Regions from separate parts of the Ovis aries genome. Here region 1 is linked to region 2. A link is a contact called in public Hi-C data. All regions are on one chromosome and are shown on one strand. Each heading gives the region's core, a stretch centred on a gene start, on an enhancer-like site or on the middle of the called end of the contact. The rest is flanking DNA. Distances are from core to core; before and after follow the strand shown. Region 1 holds the start of XPO6 (exportin 6). Region 2 overlaps XPO6 (exportin 6).

The links. Hi-C and Micro-C count contacts between places; a contact is called where the count stands out from the background.
Region 1: a contact with region 2 is called in a Hi-C map of liver, with 2.9 times the contacts expected there. The contact joins the promoter of XPO6 here to the enhancer-like site in region 2. A contact is called at or near these places in 9 of 16 Hi-C or Micro-C datasets (blood, hypothalamus, liver and 3 more).

Annotation. Positions count from the first base shown.
Region 1 is chr24:26,240,222-26,246,839 of ARS-UI_Ramb_v3.0, forward strand. XPO6 (exportin 6) reads right to left here and starts at 3,546. Exons shown (of 24, transcript XM_060406222.1): 1 at 2,941-3,546.
Region 2 is chr24:26,174,082-26,180,483 of ARS-UI_Ramb_v3.0, forward strand. It overlaps XPO6 (exportin 6), which reads right to left. Exons shown (of 24, transcript XM_060406222.1): 9 at 3,712-3,821. Among named protein-coding and RNA genes, the nearest start is that of XPO6, 66 kb to the right of the region's middle. Within about 2 kb of position 1,765, at least 13 of the 54 cell types and tissues checked have an H3K27ac peak or open chromatin away from gene starts, as enhancers often do. A contact at or near this core is called in hypothalamus and liver, where this site is marked.

The DNA.
Region 1 (6,618 bases), core at 2,296-4,795, 68 kb after region 2:
CCTCTTGTTAAACAGGTATCCTACACCAGCTGTGTTCACCTCCTCCTCTAGTAGTGATGGCAATACGGTAACCAACCTAGCAGGACTGGTGTGCGTAACTGATACTGAATGACTGAAAGGAAACAAATAAATGAAACACAGCTAGCTTAGTGTAGATACTTAATCAATGGTAGTTCTATATTACACCATTTTCATCTTATAAGGAAACTGAAATTTTAAAAAGATATTACAAAGGCCCCAACTTATTTGTCAACTCTTTCAAGGCTCTTTAAAGCAAAAATGTTAAGTCAGTACGAAATGGAAAAAGAGCTTCTGGAACAAATAAAGAACTGTGATCCCTCCCCTCAAATGAGACACAAACCAGGCAACAGCTTCCTTGCAGTTGGGGGCAAGGCCTGCCCCAGCCACACCCCTGAACCTGGGACATCTAAGGAGACAAACCCCTGGGATCAGTGCTGCAAAGAGGACATGATTTGACAGTCCTATTGGCCTTACATCCGCTGTGGTCACCCACTGTGTGCTAAAATAAGTGAGGGGAAGATTACAAAACTTGACTCACAAGTTATCCTAGAAAAAAATTGTAAATGGTGATGATGAAGTCAACGACTTCACAATTAATTGCTCAAAGGTGGTTATTTTCATAACGGTCTCCTGACTCTTAATTAAAATGAAACCTGAATACAAGGGTGCTTGGCCAGCTAAGTCGATAAACAGTAAAATTCTGCCCAAAAGCAATTCTGTTCTAATGCAATGTTGTCAGCTACCTGAGAGAAGGTACCTGTCTGTCTTGTTTATCTGACATTTGCTAGAGCCTCACATACAGTGGCTACTTAAATTCATTAAAAGTTGTGTACACCCGTGTTCATATCAGCATTTTTCACAATAGCCAAAAGGTGGAAGACACCCAAGTGTCCATCAACAGATGAACGGATAAACAAAACGTGGGCTTCACACACAATGAAATATTATTCATTCTTAAAAAGGAAGGAAATCCTGACAGATGCTACAACACAGATGAACCTTGCAGACATGATTATGCTCAGTGAAATAAGCCTGTCACAAAAAAACAAAACCGTATGACTCCATTTATATGAAGGCTTACACAGTAGTTAAATTCAGAGACAAGTAGAAGAGTGGTCACTAGGGGACAGAGAAGAAAGGAATGGGAGTTTTTGTTTAATGGGTATAGTTTCAGTCTTACAAGATGAAACTAATTCTGGGGATGGACACACTATGAATGTACTTAATGTGACTGAACTGTACCCTTAAGGATGGTTAAAATGGGGCTTCCCTGGTGGCTCAGTGGTAAAGGATCCACCTGCCCATGCAGGAGACACTGGTTCCATCCCTGGTCTGGGAAGACCCCACATGCTACAGAGCAACTAAACCCGTGCATATAAGATTAAAAAAAAAAAAGGTTAAAATGGTAAATTTCATGTTACCTATATTTTACTACCATTTTTTTTAATTCATTGAAAGAATCAGTGAAGGACCACTGAATACGCCTTTCATCATTCACTCAGTGTTACACCTCATACCTTTGTTCATTAGAGAATTCCTGTCTCCACATTCTACAGCTGAGGACCCCGGGACTCAGAAAGTTTAACTGATCTGCCACTATCCATCCTACCTACACCTGGTACAGGCAACACTATACAGTGCTGCCTGGCATTAACAGTGCATTTTATCTAACTGGTTATAAGCACTATGAAGACACGGGCTACAGCCTACGTCTCCTCTCTCTGCCCCAGACCTAACACATCACCCACAGGACACTCCAACGTTCAGAAAACCACACTGGCCTGAAGAGCTATTATCACAGACGATGTCACGGCCTCCTTTTCTCTACTAAACCCCTAACGTGACAGCGATAAAATGGGCACCCTATAACTGGAGGTGCTCAAACACAGACTTGACGATCAACCACCTTCCATGGGCTTACTATGTACCAAGAGCCAGAGAAGATAAAAATTCTGACAATTTCACCTTTGAGGAAACTGAGTTCACCGCAATGGACGACTACGGCTCAGAAATAATCACTCCAATAAGACAAATGCTTAAAAACAGATGTGAACAAATCTCAGGAAGTACTGAGAGTGCCTTTGGGCCTGGAAAATGTGGAATGTTATCCTCAGAAGAGGTGGCTTCTGAACCAGATCTGGAAAGATGAAGCGATCTCCAGGCACTCCAGGGCAAAGGTCAGGGCATGTAGTAGAAAGACAGGCAGGGTGAGTGTCAACAGAGTACTGTTCCTGACTTTGCTATCATCTAGGTAAGTGACCTTTGCAAACCACAAACCCTCTCAGCTGCCCTGTATATAAGCTTCTACCAAGATGGCAACCCACTCCAGTATTGTTGCCTGGAGAATCTCATGGATAGAGGAACCTGACGGGCTGCAGTTCATGGAGTCGCAAAAAGTCGGACACGACTGAACCGGCTAAAACAAGATCCACTCCAGCTCTGTCACGTGTGTTCTATTAGGAGCTCTGAAATCAAACTAGGTTCAAACCTCGCCACTGTCACTTAAGAGTGACCCTGAGCTGGATATTTAGTTGCTCTGTGCCTCAGTCTCCCTACTTCAGAACACAGGGCTGGTGTACTAATAACACACGTCAATCACTTAGCACAGAATTGTTAGCTACTGTCGTGATGAGCTACAATGTACGAGAGGCAAACAACAGATGCAAGGGTTGTGTCTGCTCCGCGTCCAGGTCCCTCCCAGTCCTAAACCATCCCTGGGGCGGGAGGCGGGGTGGAGGGGGGGTTGGGGGGGGGATGGGAGCTCAGAGCCCGGCTGCAAACCCTGCACGCATGTGTCACTGCCGGACTCGGCACGCGCCTCTCCCCGCCCCAGGGAGAAGCGATGGCTCAGCAGTCCCGGGCCCGCTCCCACCGCTCAGACTTGGCACCCGGGAAGGAAGGGGCTTCGACCCCACTTACCATGCTGGCCGGGGGAGGGGGCGGCTCAGGTGAGCTGGCTCTCGGGCTTCGGACACGTCCGGCTTGCACAGTTCAGGTCATGGTCCCGCAGGCTCGGGAAGTCCCCCGCCCATGCAAAGACAACCGCTTCCCCACCCCCGAGCCTCGCGGGGACCCTCTAAAAAGAGTGCGGCCCCCCGGCCCACCTCATCGGGGACCCCCGGAACAATTCATCCAGACCCACCCGCCCCTCCCCAAAGAAACTGAAAAAAGCAGGAAATGGGGCTCGGAGGGCTGACGAGGAGGGCAGCGGCTCGGGGCCCCCTGCCCGGGCCCGACCCCCGAGGGGAGGCTCCGGGCCCAGGCAGGGGCTCCCCGGCCCCCGCGTTCAGAAACGGCGGCGGGCCCGGCCCGGAGGCTGAAGGGGCGGAGGCTGAAGGGGCCTGGGCGGCGCAGTCCGAGCGGCCGACTCAGGGGAAAGGCCCGGGAGCCCACGCTATCCTTGCCGCCTCAGCCCACACAGCCGCTGCCGCCGCCCCCCGGAGCATCCCTGCGCGCGCCCGCCCCGGAGCTGCCCGCTCGCGCCGCGCGGCCGCCCGCGACCAACAGCCCCAACGCGCCGGAAGTGGCGAGCGCTCGGCGCGGCCCCACGGCGCGGCCGCCGGGCTGCGGCGCTGGAACCGGACCAATCCGGAATCGAGCGGGCGGGGGCTGGGGGGCGCGGGGCGGGGCCGCACCTGACGGCTCCCTCTGGCCCCGCCCCCGTCCGGCCCCGCCCCACGCCCGCCGCTCTCCGCCGGTCCACGAGGGCAAGCGGCCATGTTGGTAAAGGGAACTGGCCCTGCCATCTTGGTAAAGGGGCGGTTTCTCTTTCATTTCCTGAGCTCATTCATTCCACCCATCTTGAAGGAGCACTTTCTATTTGCCCAGCACCCGGCTAGAAGTCGGTGGCACGCAGCCTCTTCCCTTGTGGAATTTACATCCATTCAGCCCATAGACATTTTAGCTGCTGTGGACCAGGCTCAGCTGTGGATGCCAGGACTAGTACAGTAAAGAAGATCAATGTAGTCCCTGCACTCAAGGAGGCAGATAAGCAGCAAGTAGCAACCAAGTGAATAAATTAATTGTAAGAAACGAGGAGTGTTGTGAGTGTTATGAACGAACGAACACACAGGGGCCCCAGATAAAACGTGGAAGGGAGGAATGGAAATGTAAACAAGCCTGAGGATAAAGTCAATAGCCGCCAGCGTGATCAAAGTTAAGGAACAGCAACTGCAGAGATTCTAACAAGGCAAAGACGTGGTGGGTTCTGGTTCCTGTTTCTATCCTCCAACCTACTTTACTTGTGAAAGAAGTGACTTTAACAAATAGAAGCAAGAAACAATGCCCAGCAGCAGAGGTGCTGCTAGTCATGGGCTGAACCAAATCTGTGTTCAGTTCAGTTCAGTTCAGTCGCTCAGTCGTATCCGACTCTTTGCGACCCCTGAATCGCAGCACGCCAGGCCTCCTTGTTCATCACCAGCTCCCGGAGTTCACTCAGACTCAGGTCCATCCAGTCAGTGATGCCATCCAGCCATCACATCCTCTGGCGTCGTCCCCTTCCCCTCCTGCCCCCAATCCCTCCCAGCATCAGAGTCGTTTCCAATGAGTCAACTCTCCACATGAGATGGCCAAAGTACTGGAGTTTCAGCTTTAGCATCATTCCTTCCAAAGAAATCCCAGGACTGGTCTCCTTCAGAATGGACTGGTTGGGTCTCCTTGCAGTCCAAGGGACTCTCAAGAGTCTTCTCCAACACCACACTTCAAAAGCATCAATTCTTCCGCACTCAGCCCTCTTCACAGTCCAACTCTCACATCCATACATGACCACAGGAAAAACCATAGCCTTGACTAGACAGACCTTAGTTGGCAAAGTAATGTCTCTGCTTTTGAATATGCTATCTAGGTTGGTCATAACTTTTCTTCCAAGGAGTAAGCGTCTTTTAATTTCATGGCTGCAATCACCATCTGCAGTGATTTTGGAGCCCCGAAAGATAAAGTCTGACACTGTTTCCATTGTTTCCCCATCTATTTCCCATGAAGTGATGGGACCAGATGCCATGATCTTCGTTTTCTGAATGTTGAGCTTTAAGCCAACCTTTTCACTCTCCACTTTCACTTTCATCAAGAGGCTTTTAGTTCCTCTTCACTTTCTGCCATAAGGGTGGTGTCATCTGCATATCTGAGGTTATTGATATTTCTCCCGGCAATCTTGATTCCAGCTTGTGTTTCTTCCAGTCCAGTGTTTCTCATGATGTACTCTGCATAGAAGTTAAAGAAGCAAGGTGACAATATATAGCCTTGACATACTCCTTTTCCTATTTGAAACCAGTCTGTTCTTCCATGTCCAGTTCTAACTGTTGCTTCCTGACCTGCATACAGATTTCTCAAGAGGCAGGTCAGGTGGTCTGTATTCCCATCTCTTTCAGAATTTTCCACAGTTTATTGTGGAAATCTGTGTAGTGGCCTTCAAATTCCAGCATGAATCAGAATCACCTGGAGGGCCTGTTAAAACACTGATTGTCCTTCCCCATTCCCAGAGCTTCTAATCAGTAGAAGCTCATAAATTTTTCTAAAAAATTCCTGGGTGATACTAATGCTCCAGGTCCGGGGATCACCCTTGGGGGACTGCTGACATAACTCATGGCCACAGAAAGCAATGGCTCTCATTTATTCTTTCATTAAATATTTACTGTTGCCCACTAAGTGACAACCACTGTTCTGAGGATTCAGTGCTGATAAAACAGACACACTTGGGCCTTTATGGAATAGAGAGAAGAATTATTTTAAAAGTATTACCAAATGAGTCATCACTTATAATTGCAATAAGAGCATTGAAGAAAAATACAAACCATTTGAGGGTTAATAGCCAAGGGATCTAAGCTAATCTTGGGGGTTTGGATGGGGAGGCAGTCAGGAAGTGACATTTATTTACCCGTGGCTTGAATGACATGTTGTAGTTAGCTAGGCAAAGTGAGGGGAAAGAATCTCCAACTGTATGTACAAGAGAAGCCATCTCAGAAGATAAACAGATGAATCAGGATGGATGCCAAGTGGCCTGCCCTGTCTTGGCTCAGTGTAGTGAAATGAGCCAAGACTTTGGAATGAGAGATTTGGAGTGGGAAACCCAGCTCTTATCACTGAAAGTGAAAGTGAAGTCACTCAGTTATGTCCAACTCTTTTTGACCCCACAGACTGCCAGGCTCCTCCCTTCATGGGATTTTCCAGGCAAGAATACTGGAGTGGGTTGCCATTTCCTTCCCCAGGGTATCTTCCCAACCCAGGGATTCAACCCGGATCTACCCGCATTGTAGGCAGACGGTTTACCATCTGAGCCAGTCGCTTCAGTCGTGTCCGACTCTGTGTGACGCCATAGACGGCAGCCCACCAGGCTCCCCCGTCCCTGGGATTCTCCAGGCAAGAACACTGGAGTGGGTTGCCATTTCCTTCTCCAATGCATGAAAGTGAAAAGTGAAAGTGCAGTCACTCAGTTGTGTCTAACTCTTAGCGACCCCGTGGACCGCAGCCTACCAGGCTCCTCCATCCATGAGATTTTCCAGGCAAGAGTACTGGAGTTGGGTTGCCATTGCCTTCTCCGCTCTTAATCACTAGCCGAGGTATATTGAGCAAGAGACTATCAAAGTCTCAATTATCTCACTG
Region 2 (6,402 bases), core at 515-3,014:
GGGAAAATCCTCAGATATTTAGAAATTAAACACCAAAGAGGAATTCTCAAGGGGAATTACAAAATAAATTGAATGAAAAGGAAACCAATACCTATTAGAATTTGATAAAGCTAAAGCAGTGCTCAGAGGGAAACTTAGAGCATTAAATGCTTAAATATACAATGGAAATAAACCTACAGATCGGTGTGCTCAAACCACAAATGTGATTTCAGAAGCACCCCAACTTCTTCTGAGAGTTAAATGAAATGTTATGTTAAGGCAACTACATAGCAGCTGCTTAGTAAATGTGTGATCAATGAAAGAGAACAAATGAATCAATATGCAGGCAATAAATAAACAAACCTACAAGTCAGATAACTACAAGGCACCAAAGCATAATCCTGGGTAGCTTTTGCAACTCAGTGAAATATTCTAAGTGAATATTTCCTATTCACTTGCTCTCTGGGGCAGTCAACAGCATGGATTTCATGTATCAAGAGCTAGAAAGCTACTGGAGCCCTGACATAAACCTAGTTAATACCTTTTACTAACTGTATCAAAATGCTGTGTGTCACAATGGCACTTCCTCTTTACTAAGCAGAAAAACCCACTCACAAGAAAAGGGCAGCAAGTTTTCTCACGCCTGCCCACATTTGTTTACAGTCCAATCTAATGTCACCCAGAATCCCTGGCAGGTCTGTGGCCAGCACCTGCCAGTACTCTCATGACAAAGGGGTTCACAGGACATGACTCAGTAACTTTAGGTTGCTTAACACACTGCAAGTTTCCTCATCCTCCTATAAAAATAAGTTTCTACCCAGGTGTCTCCCTACACACTGACAAGCACAGAGAGAAGGAAGTTAGAGAAAGAGAGACAAAGGATGAGAACTAATACTTATTTTCTGAACATCTACCATCAGCCAAGGTACTTTATACACACTGGTTCATTTAATTTGCTCAAGAACTTGTAAAGTAGGCACAACCATTCCCAAACTACAAAGAGGAAATGGAGACCGAAATTCAGGTCTTCCAACACCACTGATTCAAAATGGCAAACCTGGACAGTGAACCCCACTAGCAATTAGTTCAGTTGGGTGCATTATAGAATATTTATCTGTTAACAATGGGACTCAAGTTCTCCAAGTCCCCGCCAGCTCTGAACAAGAAATTCTTGAGCATCTTCATTGAGCAAGGAACATGTGGAACTCCAATTTCCAAACTCCTAGGACCAAAAATAATTCTATGTACATTTGTACTTCTAAATTTGTAGCCTACAAAGCCTACCACTTTGTTGTGAGGAATGATGCAAAACCTATAAACCACAAGAGACAGGAACTGAATGCTGTCTCTGCAACTTAACCACACCTACGTCTCCCATTTAAGACACCAAGAAAACATCTGACTACTTCCTGCAAGACCAGTTGCTTCTGAAATTCTGGTTCAAGTCACAAAAGCCCCCTGACTTCTTTCAGATATATTTTATCAGTTGAAAAACATTTGACTGCATTGACAAGCTCTTCACTAAAAATCAATGCAGTAATTATCTGTAGCCAGTGCTCTTTATCAGCTGCTTCAATATATTGGGATCTCTAAGATAACCCAGAGCTGTGGTTGCCAAACTTTCAAAACTTTCATTTAAGGTTTTTTGAGTATGTATTTCTATAAATATGCTCTGTGAGAGGTGACAGGAAACACAGAGTTCAACTATTTTCTTTGAGCAGGCAGTAGACGCCATTGTACATCTTTCTTTGTCGTCTACTACCTTTGACCACTAGGGGGTGTCAGACTGACAAGCTGTTCCCCCAGATGATGGTTACCATTAACGGCATAAACCACAGACGAGCTTTGGACGTTTGGGTTGTTAAAGTGTGAAAGTGTTATGTGTGTATTTTTTTAAGTCATGAAAAATCAGAAAGCCTTATTCAGGATAATAATCAAAGGATCAATGAGAAAAATCCCTAGTGTTTAAAGTGGTCAGCCAGGACCGCTGACAGCTATGACGACAGATGCCTGGGCAGGCAGGCAGGCCACCATCTGCAAGTGGGCTGAGGAGTCTCTGCTGTCCAGGGGTACTGTCATTTAACTCCACAGTCACCACCTCAGTCAAACAACAGCAACATCTTCTATGACTTACTATTACTGTGTGGTCATTACTGTGACCATCCATTGAGTGCCTAACATGTGATCAATACTATGCCAGGTATTTTATATACACGATTTCCTTGAATCCTAGCCATTCTACAAGAGAGATATTAGTATCTCATTTTGCAAGAGGAAATGAGATTACCATATGACTTGACCAACAGTAACACTGCTACCATGAAGCAGAAAAGGAATTTAAACTGCACCACTGCTCCTTCTATTGGAGCAGTAATCAGCGCAAGTACTTCTCAGTGGAACAATACCGTATTCTCCCCACCTAAAGCACATTTGTACTGTGCTTTTAAAAGCATTTTCGTGCTGATCATGTCCTCAGCTTATTCTTCCAAAAAGTCTGAGCGATGTGAAAGACCATCTAACCACTTAAATATAGCAAAATCAGGCACAGTCCCAGAAGCAAAGGATGCGACTGCTCAACATACAAGAAAGAGAATCTGGCGGAAGCGCCTTTTCTTTGAACAATCTCATTCAACAACACAATTACTCACAGTTGGCAAGTTCACCAAAAACAGGATCTACTGTTGTGTAAGAAGGTTTCTGATACACAAATATACTACCCAGAACCACTTGTGACCTGACATCTAACAAGCTGGAAGCTATTTTGCAATCATAAAAATAGTTTGGAAAATGAAAGTGCAAATGCTTAAACTTGGAATGCAAATACCGTTTAGAATTTTAAAAACTCTTCAAACCTCAGAGATGGAAAGGGTTTTAAGAGGTTCAGTCCAACTCTCCCCAGATGGGAGTTCTCCTCACCACCTCCATTTGGCACTCTCTAGAAGAGACGTATTTACTATCTCCACCATCCACCACTGATACTATTTACCGAGCATTTGTAATGTGCTGAACACTCTAGATATATTAGCTTCAAATAGTTAGATATATAAGGACCACAGTGTACAGGAAACATACTTTCTGCCTGCAAACAAGAAAAATGGTCTTGAGAAATGTGGGGGAAAAACATTTCCCCATTTTCTGTTTCTAAACTATAACAAGAAGTACAAAACTAATCGTCTCTGGATAGCGGGATTATAGAAAACTTATCTTCTTTATATTTTTCTATCTTTGCTAGTTTTTAAAATAAATACTTTTTTCCCTGACAAGTATTCATTATTTAGGAAATTTTCAAGCACATACAAAAGAAGTGAGGATACAATGAACTCCAAGTTCCTATCAACTGAGTTCAACATCAATTGTCAACACATGGTCAACCCACTTCCCCCACTAGCCCCAGGGAATTATTTTAAAGCAAATCTCAGATGTTATATCATTTCATCCAATAAATACTTCAACTTATATCTCTAAAGTAAGGATCATGGGGGAGAAGGGGCCACAAAAGCATTATCATACCTAAAAATTTAATACATGTTACTTTTTTAATCAGAAAAATGTTTTTTAAAAATGAGGTATCTAAGGGGAAGAGAAGAAGACAATGTTCAATGGCATTACTACCTGAACAGCTTCTGCGACTCCGTTTCACTAAAGCAGTCTGACTGCATGGCGGACTCTTTAGGCCACAAGAGAAACTGACCAAAATGTCTATTTCTAGTTATTAATGTTTCTGTGGTTTACCTGTTGAGAACTGCTTCCTTGTCTCCCAGACGGCTTTTAATTTTACTTGTCAGATAGTCCAAAAAGAGTGTCCAGATATCCAAACAAGAGAAGTAACCTTCATGAGTAGGCTATGGTGCAAAAGAAATCCAGACAATGAAATTACTTAATGGAACTACTCCTTAGAAACACACCCACCAGTGTTTACTTCCACCAGAACGCTACAACCATAAGCCTAGGTTCCCTCGACTTCTTAGTAATAACCACAATTGGTGTCTTTTATTTGGTCTTCACGATTGGGCCCTGCTGAACTAACAAGACAAGGTTACCATGGAACATATTATTAAGGAGATATTATGCAGAACAAACCAATTTACAAAATAAGCCGAGAGAACACCTATGTTGAACTCTGAGACTGCGATGTGGAGAGTTCTCACTGATCCTCCGATTCAAATCTGCTTCAGAGAAAAAGAAATTGAGATCCAGAGATACGTTCAATGTCAGGGATAGGAGCAGGTCTCTTTACTCCCCCAGCCAATGCTCTTTCCACTATGTACTATTATAAAACCAAAACTAAGTTTCAGCGGCTTCTAAGTGACAAGTTTATACATCTGAACATTAGGAAAGAAACACCTGCAGTCTTCCTACACGACAAAGTGAGCGCATTAAGTCTGACCCGCAGGCTCCGGCTCATCTGCAAAGTAGATGTGTCAAACAGGCTGACAGCAACCTCTGGCCTGAGTTTTAAAAAGGACAAAGTGAGAAGAGAGCAAGTCTTTGTAGGGTCGTAGCAACTGGACCACTGCACTTTCTCAGGAGTTCTGTAAAATCCAGGCACTCTTTTCTCCAGTATCCAGTCCTCCTCATACACATTAGGTTTCATTTGTGGCACCCCCGCCCCACAAGCCCTTATGTATCCCCTCAAATTCTTGCTACCTACAAGAATTCCTTGGTTTTACTTGTGACTGCTCCATTCAACTACATCATTGGTAGCAGGATTAGATATGGCAAGAAATACTAACACTATCTTCTCAGATCAGCTTCCTTCCATTTCTGATCCAAGAAAATCCAGAAGTTTACATGGGCAGGTATGGAATTTGCCTAAGAGGTAACTTACAACGACGGTGGCGGTGTACAGTGAGAGTTCTAAACCCAGGCTGAGTCTAAGACAGAAAAGCTATAAACTTAAAAAATGTGGCAGTGACTTCCCTAGTGGTCAGTGGTTAAGAACCCGCCTTCTAATGCAGGGGACTTGGATTTGATCCCTGCTCAGGAAACTGAGATCCCAGATACTGTGAGGCAACTAAGCCCGGGGGCTCTGGAGCCCACGCTACACAACTAGGGATGCCTATGTGCCACAGCGGAGCGCCCGCGTGCCACACCCAAGACGCAACACAGCCAAATATGTCAACTTTTATTTTTCAAAGCGGCAGACTCCACTAATAATCCACAGGGCAGCCCTGGAACTAGACTGCTAACAGCTCCATCAGGACCACCGGCAGGGCCATCTTCAGAGCACAAAATGAATTAGAAAAATAAGCAGGAAAAAAACCACAGTAAGCCATGTGGGAATAATACGGGTGGCCTGGGGACAGGCACCGTACCGGCAGCCAGGAGATGTAGCCTTGTCCTGGCTGCAGTGTGCTGTGCTTCCTGTCAGGAGCTTGCCTAGTCGCCTTTCCTTGATTTGAAAAGCAATACCTACCAGCTCCCTCACCAAAAAACATAACTGATCAGATGCATGTGGCTTTTGAGAAAAGCCAAGAGCTAATGGCTAAGTCAAAGTGCTTCAGGATTACACATGTCTTTCTCATGCCTTTGAATTGAGGATTTACTATGTGTCTTGAGGCTGGAAGAAAGTTGGGCAGATACATCCTCTTCAGGACCTGAAACACCACGGTTCACATCCACATCTACAGGCCCCACTGTGAGGCCTCCTGTGCTGCCCACAATCTGGCCTTTGATGACTGCTCTGGGCACAGAAGGCTAAGGTCATAAAGCTGGATGGGTTGACCGCACTTTTGGTGTCAACTCTGCAGAGCCCTCACAGACTCCTTTCTAAAATGTATCTATACTCAGATTTACTCATCAGATTCCAAAGCCAGTTAGTCAATAAAGACTAACTGGCAAGCGCCTTTAGAAACTAATGATACCACTACTTCTTTCTCCAGGGGATTTGTTTCCTTTTGCATTTGGTCTATCTGACCTTCACAATAGTCCTGGAAAACGGAGAGAAATTTTTCTTCTTTCCATTTTACAGACTAAAGAAACCAAGGCTCAGAAGTAAAGTCACCTGCTAAGGTGACAAGATAAGGAACAAAAAGAGAACTAGAGGACTTTCCTGGTGGTTCGATGTTTGAGAATCCACCAGCCAATGCAGGGGGCACAGGTTCCATCCCTGGTCCAGGAAGACTCCACATGCCATGGGGCAACTGAGCCCATGAGCCACAATTACTAAGCCCACATGCTCTAGAGCCCGTGCTGTGCAACGAGAAGCCCCTGCACCGCCGCTAGAGAGTAGCCCTCACTCACTACAAGCGGAGAAAGCCCTCGTGTGGCAAGGAAGACCCTGCTCAGTCAAAAATTAGGGGAAAAAAAAAAAAAAAAGATGCCCCCCTGCAGTCTAAATCCCTAGAAATTTAAAAGACTTGTCCAAGGACAGAGGCCTGTTAGAAATAACCAGAGCTCAAACACCCAAAGAAGTAGTCATTA